2 separate regions of the Pan troglodytes genome follow, and region 1 is linked to region 2. Evidence: chromatin contacts called from public capture Hi-C data. All regions are on one chromosome and are shown on one strand. The core of a region is the stretch at or near the end of the contact, and the rest is flanking DNA. Distances in the headings are between cores, read along the strand shown. Region 1 overlaps BACH2 (BTB domain and CNC homolog 2). Region 2 overlaps BACH2 (BTB domain and CNC homolog 2).

What was found. Capture Hi-C pulls out chosen DNA fragments and counts their contacts.
Region 1: a contact with region 2 is called in a capture Hi-C map of stem cell-derived neural stem cells, with 3 times the contacts expected there. The contact joins two enhancer-like sites. A contact is called at or near these places in 2 of 7 Hi-C or Micro-C datasets (induced pluripotent stem cells and stem cell-derived neural progenitor cells), 1 of 1 datasets of contacts at active chromatin or transcription factors (stem cell-derived excitatory neurons) and 1 of 1 other capture datasets (stem cell-derived neural stem cells).

Annotation. Positions count from the first base shown.
Region 1 is chr5:102,282,635-102,286,465 of NHGRI_mPanTro3-v2.0_pri, reverse strand. The region is part of intron 1 of BACH2 (BTB domain and CNC homolog 2); the gene reads left to right. Among named protein-coding and RNA genes, the nearest start is that of BACH2, 11 kb to the left of the region's middle. Within about 2 kb of position 2,100, at least 15 of the 24 cell types and tissues checked have an H3K27ac peak or open chromatin away from gene starts, as enhancers often do. A contact at or near this core is called in induced pluripotent stem cells and stem cell-derived neural stem cells, where this site is marked.
Region 2 is chr5:101,948,960-101,952,500 of NHGRI_mPanTro3-v2.0_pri, reverse strand. BACH2 (BTB domain and CNC homolog 2) reads left to right here. Exons shown (of 7, transcript XM_016956004.4): 5 at 1,958-3,541. Among named protein-coding and RNA genes, the nearest start is that of GJA10, 64 kb to the right of the region's middle. Within about 2 kb of position 2,145, at least 10 of the 24 cell types and tissues checked have an H3K27ac peak or open chromatin away from gene starts, as enhancers often do. A contact at or near this core is called in induced pluripotent stem cells and stem cell-derived neural stem cells, where this site is marked.

The DNA.
Region 1 (3,831 bases), core at 851-3,350, 330 kb before region 2:
TTACTAATATATAAGTAACTGAGCATACTTAATGTGTTACTTTTCTGAAGCATCAGCATGTTAATAGGAGACAAAGCCAAAGAAGTAAAACCCTAAAGATAAAAACAATAGAACTTCGCACACTGGTAACCTGGTGATAGGAGACCATTTCTGAATGAAGAGAGGGCTCGTGATAAATAAACACAACCCTAGGCAGAGAATATAGGCAAATGGATTACAGTATATAAATCAAAGTAGTATTAAAATACAAAGAGAAGATTATTTTTAATAATACATTTGTCAGTGAGCATTTCCCGCCTCTTGCCATACATTGGAGTTGATCACATAAACCTCTATAGCAAGATGGTATGTTATTTAACATTTAAACAAAGCTTCCAGGGAAAGCCATTTGGTTTATGGTTAGGGATTTTTGTTATTCGGTAGCAGTGAACCTGAAATTCTGTATTATCTTTGCATGTTGAATTTTAGAAGAAAAAAAAAGCAGCAGATCCAACTTCACTTACCTCCCCACCCCAGTTGCATTGATACAAATTGAATTGATATATTTATTTCAAAATCGGTGTGTCCCAATTTGACATACCACAGGCATAGTGGTGTCAGCATGGTGGTGACATCTGGACATTAGGAGAGTTGGTTGATTAATGAAACTATACTTATTTTAGATAGAGTTGTTGCCAGGTAAATACCTGGCTGTAGAGTCAACGCCCTTCAGTCCCACCTCTCCCCCACCATACCCTTCTCCAGCAACCATGCTATGTTGAGTTGATGGCTCCATCTAGTGCCAGTCTGTGGAACTGTCTTGCAGGACTCCACTGTCACCTCCGGAGCTGGGTATGATGAAGAGTCCTCTTTCTCTGGGAACACACTGTCTAGCGGGGAACTGCCCTCTAGTTCCTACCTCTCCTTTGTTTTTGCAGTTTAGTTATACTCCGTGTCTTTCTTTGTTCCAGACTTAATTTGTTTCCCTCTCTCTAGTACCCCCTCTTTGTACTTGTTTCTCCTCCTTTTTTGTTTTCCAACTCTCAATTTTTTTTTTTGGAGAACAAAACAGTACTTAAAACCAGTAAGTATAAAGATTTTTTTTCTAACAATACTTTATGCGAAAGTAAGAGAATTCCATGCATTTTAAATGAAACTATCAATTGAAACCGTGTTAGAGAACCAGAATGACCCTAAAGTTGAAGTCTGAAAGTGTCACTTGGAAGACTGTGTCCCTTCATCCTCCTGTAATTAGACATTTCCTCAAACACAGTTAATCAAGAGTGTTTTCTTTTAAATGGTTTTGGAACTATCATTGTAGTATCATTTTCTTTTTAGATTATAAATTTAACCTCTCATATTTTAAGTTCAAGACATTTTCACGGACTATCAAGGAATCCTAGCTCATTGGCCTGGCCCTGTTTCTGTGGGAAAATGTATTCTCAGTTCCAGACAACCAGTGTTCCTGCAGATTTTTAGGTCCCGTATAAAACGAGAGAACAGAGATGAATGAGAGGCATTGTCAGACAAAGCCTGGCACATGAGATCTCAATTAGCGTACAGGTTTTAAATCTCCCACATTAAACAGTACATTTTAAATTTCCACTTATGTTAAGCGTCTTGATATTGTGGGTTTGAAAGTTAGTCCCCTCTGAAAAACAGGAACTGTGCTTGTCTGTTACCAGTTCTTGTGGTCGATATGGTAACTATTTTGATTTTTCAGAAGGGAGGAAAAGCAGTTAAATCTAGTTAAAATTAAAACCAGTTAAAATTAACTGGCTCGTGAGATTTCAGTGCAGCTGTTCCACACATAGCAACACTGAGAGTGAGTTGTTTATTACCATGATTAATTATTATTAGTTGTTACTTCTTTTTGAGCAGTGGCATAGATTATTTATATTTTTGATCTAACCTTGGAAAATAGAAACTGCAAGCGTAGAGAGGTTCCCGTTTGCTAATTTGCATGTACCCTGTTTTTGTTTTTGCCAGGTAGGTGTGTGCACCTCAAGTACACGAGAGTAATTTAGCATGTCAGCACTTTCCTACCAGCAGTGCTTGCTGACTCATGCAGCTGTTGCAGCACTCAGCTGGCCGCACTGTAAACTGCCCATAGTACCAGCACCGCCCTTGGAGAGCTCCAGGCTGCTGGGCTGGTTAGCTACTGGGAGGCTATTTTCAGATCTGTGGTCACTGCTGAGCTGGGTCCTCTTCTCCTGCCAGCAGCCAGACACAGCCTTCTGGCTGCAGGGGAGAAAATTGGACAAATTTCTACCTTTGTAGGGACTGCATAAAGATTCATAGCATTTCTGGATATGCCTCAGGAAAACTTTTTTTTTGCTTCACTTTGTTTTTCTGGGAATATTTAAGGGGAGAGGCAAAAGGGGCTGATAATAAATGAAAAGGGAATGTGCTGTTATTTCCTACTAAGATCAGAAAGAGTTTTCATAAACCTTTAACTTAGTTAGGCTTTCTTGGCGTAACTGAAACCTGACCCACTTCTCCCTCAGTGCAAAGCAGTGTGTCCTGAGTAGGGAAGCAGGGGCGAGGGTGCAAGTGACTAGCCTGACATTGTTTTATGTGGCTCAAGTCCCTAAGTGATGACAGCTTTTGTTTATATCCGTTCCCTGTTATTGAGGTTAAAAAACAAAACAAAACAAAAAACTTGACCTCAGGTCATTTTAAAGCTAGCATGTATTTTCAGAGATGGTTTCACTGTTTGTTTTCAGAGTTCAGTTTTGCTTATTTTCATCGGAAAGTGTGAAATGTTGCTTTTCTGAGGCTTCTAAATAAACTTCCTTTTGTAGATACAAGTTGATCCAATCATCATAAACTGTCTTGAAAAAGGATGATTAAAGTAAGATCAGCTGGGGAAGGGAAAGCTTTGCACACCCTTGAGGAGTTTGCCTCCTTTTTCTTAAGTTTCAATAAGCATTCTGAAGCAGCTTTGACCAGTAATAAAGAAAAGCCACAGTGACTGTGTGTAACATGATGTTGATGGAAGTTCTTGGTTTCCGCCGATACGAATGACTCATCAGTATCAATAGAATTGTGACTTCTAATAATAACACAGTGCAAGACCTTCAAAACATGTGGTTTTAGCCCTTGCTCTTAGTGAAAGGTTGGAAAATGTTAGTTTGAGCTTTTTTTTTTTAATCTCTTGATTTTGCCCAAGTATAAAGTTGTTTTTTGTAGGAATGATGATCCCCCTGTTGTTTTCTCATCTTACTGTTTTTAGTTTCATTATGATTAAGGAGCCAAACTCAGATCATTTCATAGTTTAGAAATCTCTGCACTAAGCATCTCCTGTCGGGGCTGTGTTTGAGGGAAATGTGGCTGAAAAGCAAATCCTCCCTGAATGCAGAAAGGAAAATACTGGTGCAGACTACAATCCACTGAGCTGCGTCCCTCCTACACAGCATCTATTGCGGAGGGCTGTGGTATTGCTGAGTAGCCCCATAACCCTGTGAGTCATTGTCAAAGGATTCCAAGAGGAAGGTTAACAGAAAATGCGAGTCAGAGGAAACAGCAGAGTGGAGCAGCTAGCTCAGGAAGAACTGTGCTACCTGCTGAGGGGCTGCCCAGATGTCACCAGGAATTCAGGTGTACGTTCATCTTTTTGCAGCCCATTTCCGTATGTCTACATATGGGGACATTTTTGTTTTTTGTTTAGTTTTGGTTGGTTTTGCTGCAGTTTGGCCAGACTATCAGAGATCACTATCTTAGCTTCGTATCACAGTGGTCTTATCCCAGAGCCTTTGCTTTTTGTATTTTGTAGTCAAAGCAACTGAATTTCTAGGCTGTAAGACCAACATGTATATTTAACATAATCTTTTCCTTTCTAAATGCTTTATT
Region 2 (3,541 bases), core at 896-3,395:
GTTGGTTTACATGATGTCTTGCTCCAAAAGTAACTTGAGACAACACCCTCTAAACACACTGTGTTGTCACCTTGCGTACACAGTAGTAGTATGTTAGGACACAGTTCGACTCATGACATATTCGGTAACATACAAGCTTTTAACAAGTATTTACCATGTGAGAGACCCCAGGTTAGATTAGATGCAAGTTTACAAAGACAGACAAAACCATTCCTGATCTGAAGGAGCTTGCTGTCTTATGGTAGAAACAGGCACAATTAGGTATAATAAAAGGGAGATGGCAGTGATTGCCCATATAGAATTTATAATGTGGGTCTAGCAGTCATGGCTTTTTGTTTTGTTTTTTTAACCAAATATCTCTGGACTCATCATCTGACAGAAAAATTTAATATGGAATCTTACTTGAGTACTTTAAAAAGATTAACAATTAAAATCCCGTTCAGTTACATGTCTAAGAAATTTCCCTTACTGGAAAGAATGCAATGATATGAAATCAGTGCTGCCCTGGAGAATCTAGCACGTCTCCTCATCTGGCTATGAGAGCTGAGAGGACAGTGTCATTCATTCTCTCTAAGAGGACTGGAGAGCACTCCCAAAGGAGTGAATGTCCAGGTTGAATCTTGAACATCAGTTACAGGTCCTTGCAAGAATTTTGGCTCTGTATGCTGCAGTGAGTTTAATACACACAGAAGTCAGCTACAAAGTTTACCAGGTCACCTTGCTGTGCACTCACTCCCCCCACTAAAATTTTGTATCACTGCTACCATAGCCTCTAGCAAGGACCCCATGATTGCTGCTTTCATTTGATTTGTACAGGATTTGTAGACATGCCTCACCTTCCTGTGTGGTCAGCAGTGCTTGCAAGAACCTAGAGGATGTGTGGTTTTATGTGCAGGGTAAGGAAGCTTACCCTGATGAACACCAGCAAGTTTAATTCATTTCCATCTGAAAAAACAATTGGCCTTAGGCAACATATTCTTAATTGTCTAAGTCATTGTGTGTGAGCAGGCATGCGTGTGGGCACACACGTGTTTGTGTGCATATGCAAGCTGTGCATAAATAGCACACTTTCAATCTTTGTAAAATATAACAGATAAGCAGCAAATGACAGTAGGCTTAGCCCCTGAAGATTTACCAGGAAAAAAAGACAGCTGCATGGCAAAGCTGCTGCTAATAATTAGGGAAGGAATAGCCCATACCCTGTGCCACTCAGCAGCTTCAACCATTTAAATGAGAGCCGGTTTATTTAACTCTGCAACCCCCATTCATTATGGGCCAGGGGTTGATTTCGTCTTGAGCACACCACTTTTGATTGTTGTCATCTCTGGTGAGATAATGAGATCATCATCATCATAAGATCAGGTAGGACATGATGACCGAAAGTCTCAAGTAGAAACTGTGATGGATGAGCAAAACAGGAGTTGTTTTAATGTCTCTTTTAACATTGTAAGTGAGGAAAACCTATTTTTACAACTCCCTGGAGTTAGTTTTTTGCAGGGCCACATTGCCATTTTTGTGGTTGACAAGAAAACGTTAAGGCTCTCTTGGGCTCCAGCAAGCTGCAAGAAGTGTCACAACACTCCCGCCTCGTGTAGAATGGCTCTCAACAGGACTGATTGGGAGGGAAATTAATAGGCTCCCCATTGTCACCGTGCATTTTTGCCAGGATATTTCATTAGTGTAAACACTGAACCCGTTGTCATCTTGTTTAGCCACTTGACCCTGGTGATTTTCAATTCTGCCTGTGCTGTGATGGAGTACAACAGTGGCATGCACGAGACAGGCACTAATTATTGGAAGCAGAATCATTGCTGACCCAGTACTACAAGATTAACTGCCCCTTTGCAGTCTTTATTCTGGGACATTAGCACTGTCTGGTTATCTTGCTTCAGTTGAGGGATTCGGGACAATAGCAGTGCTGATGGTAATGTTGGCGATTTCCTTGTTTGTTTTGCAGGTCACGGCCAGGGGCTTTGGGCCGCTGTTACAGTTTGCCTACACTGCCAAGCTGTTACTCAGCAGAGAAAACATCCGCGAGGTCATCCGCTGTGCTGAGTTCCTGCGCATGCACAACCTCGAGGACTCCTGCTTCAGCTTCCTGCAGACCCAGCTCCTGAACAGTGAGGATGGCCTGTTTGTGTGCCGGAAGGATGCTGCGTGCCAGCGCCCACACGAGGACTGCGAGAACTCTGCAGGAGAGGAGGAGGATGAAGAGGAGGAGACGATGGATTCAGAGACGGCCAAGATGGCTTGCCCCAGGGACCAGATGCTTCCAGAGCCCATCAGCTTTGAGGCCGCCGCCATCCCCGTAGCAGAGAAGGAAGAAGCCCTGCTGCCCGAGCCTGACGTGCCCACAGACACCAAGGAGAGCTCAGAAAAGGACGCGTTAACGCAGTACCCCAGATACAAGAAATACCAGCTTGCATGTACCAAGAATGTCTATAATGCATCATCACACAGTACCTCAGGTTTTGCAAGCACATTCCGGGAAGATAACTCTAGCAACAGCCTCAAGCCGGGGCTTGCCAGGGGGCAGATTAAAAGTGAGCCGCCCAGTGAAGAGAATGAGGAAGAGAGCATCACGCTCTGCCTGTCTGGAGATGAGCCTGACGCCAAGGACAGAGCGGGGGATGTCGAGATGGACCGGAAACAGCCCAGCCCTGCCCCTACCCCCACGGCCCCAGCTGGGGCCGCCTGCCTGGAGAGATCCAGGAGCGTGGCCTCGCCCTCCTGCTTAAGGTCTCTGTTCAGCATAACGAAAAGTGTGGAGCTGTCTGGCCTGCCCAGTACGTCTCAGCAGCACTTTGCCAGGAGTGCAGCCTGCCCTTTTGACAAGGGGATCACTCAGGGTGACCTTAAAACTGACTACACCCCTTTCACAGGGAATTATGGACAGCCCCACGTGGGCCAGAAGGAGGTGTCCAACTTCACCATGGGGTCGCCCCTCAGGGGGCCTGGGTTGGAGGCTCTCTGTAAACAGGAGGGAGAGCTGGACCGGAGGAGCGTGATCTTCTCCTCCAGCGCTTGTGACCAAGTGAGCACCTCGGTGCATTCTTATTCTGGGGTGAGCAGTTTGGACAAAGACCTCTCTGAGCCGGTGCCAAAGGGTCTGTGGGTGGGAGCTGGCCAGTCCCTCCCCAGCTCGCAGGCCTACTCCCACGGTGGGCTGATGGCCGACCACTTGCCAGGAAGGATGCGGCCCAACACCAGCTGCCCGGTGCCAATCAAAGTCTGCCCTCGCTCACCCCCCTTGGAGACCAGGACCAGGACTTCCAGCTCCTGCTCTTCCTATTCCTACGCGGAGGACGGGAGCGGGGGCTCACCCTGCAGCCTCCCTCTCTGTGAGTTCTCCTCCTCGCCCTGTTCCCAGGGAGCCAGATTCCTTGCCACAGAACATCAGGAACCAGGCCTGATGGGAGATGGAATGTACAACCAAGTGCGGCCCCAAATTAAATGTGAGCAGTCTTACGGAACCAACTCCAGCGACGAATCCGGATCGTTCTCGGAAGCAGACAGTGAGTCGTGTCCTGTGCAGGACAGG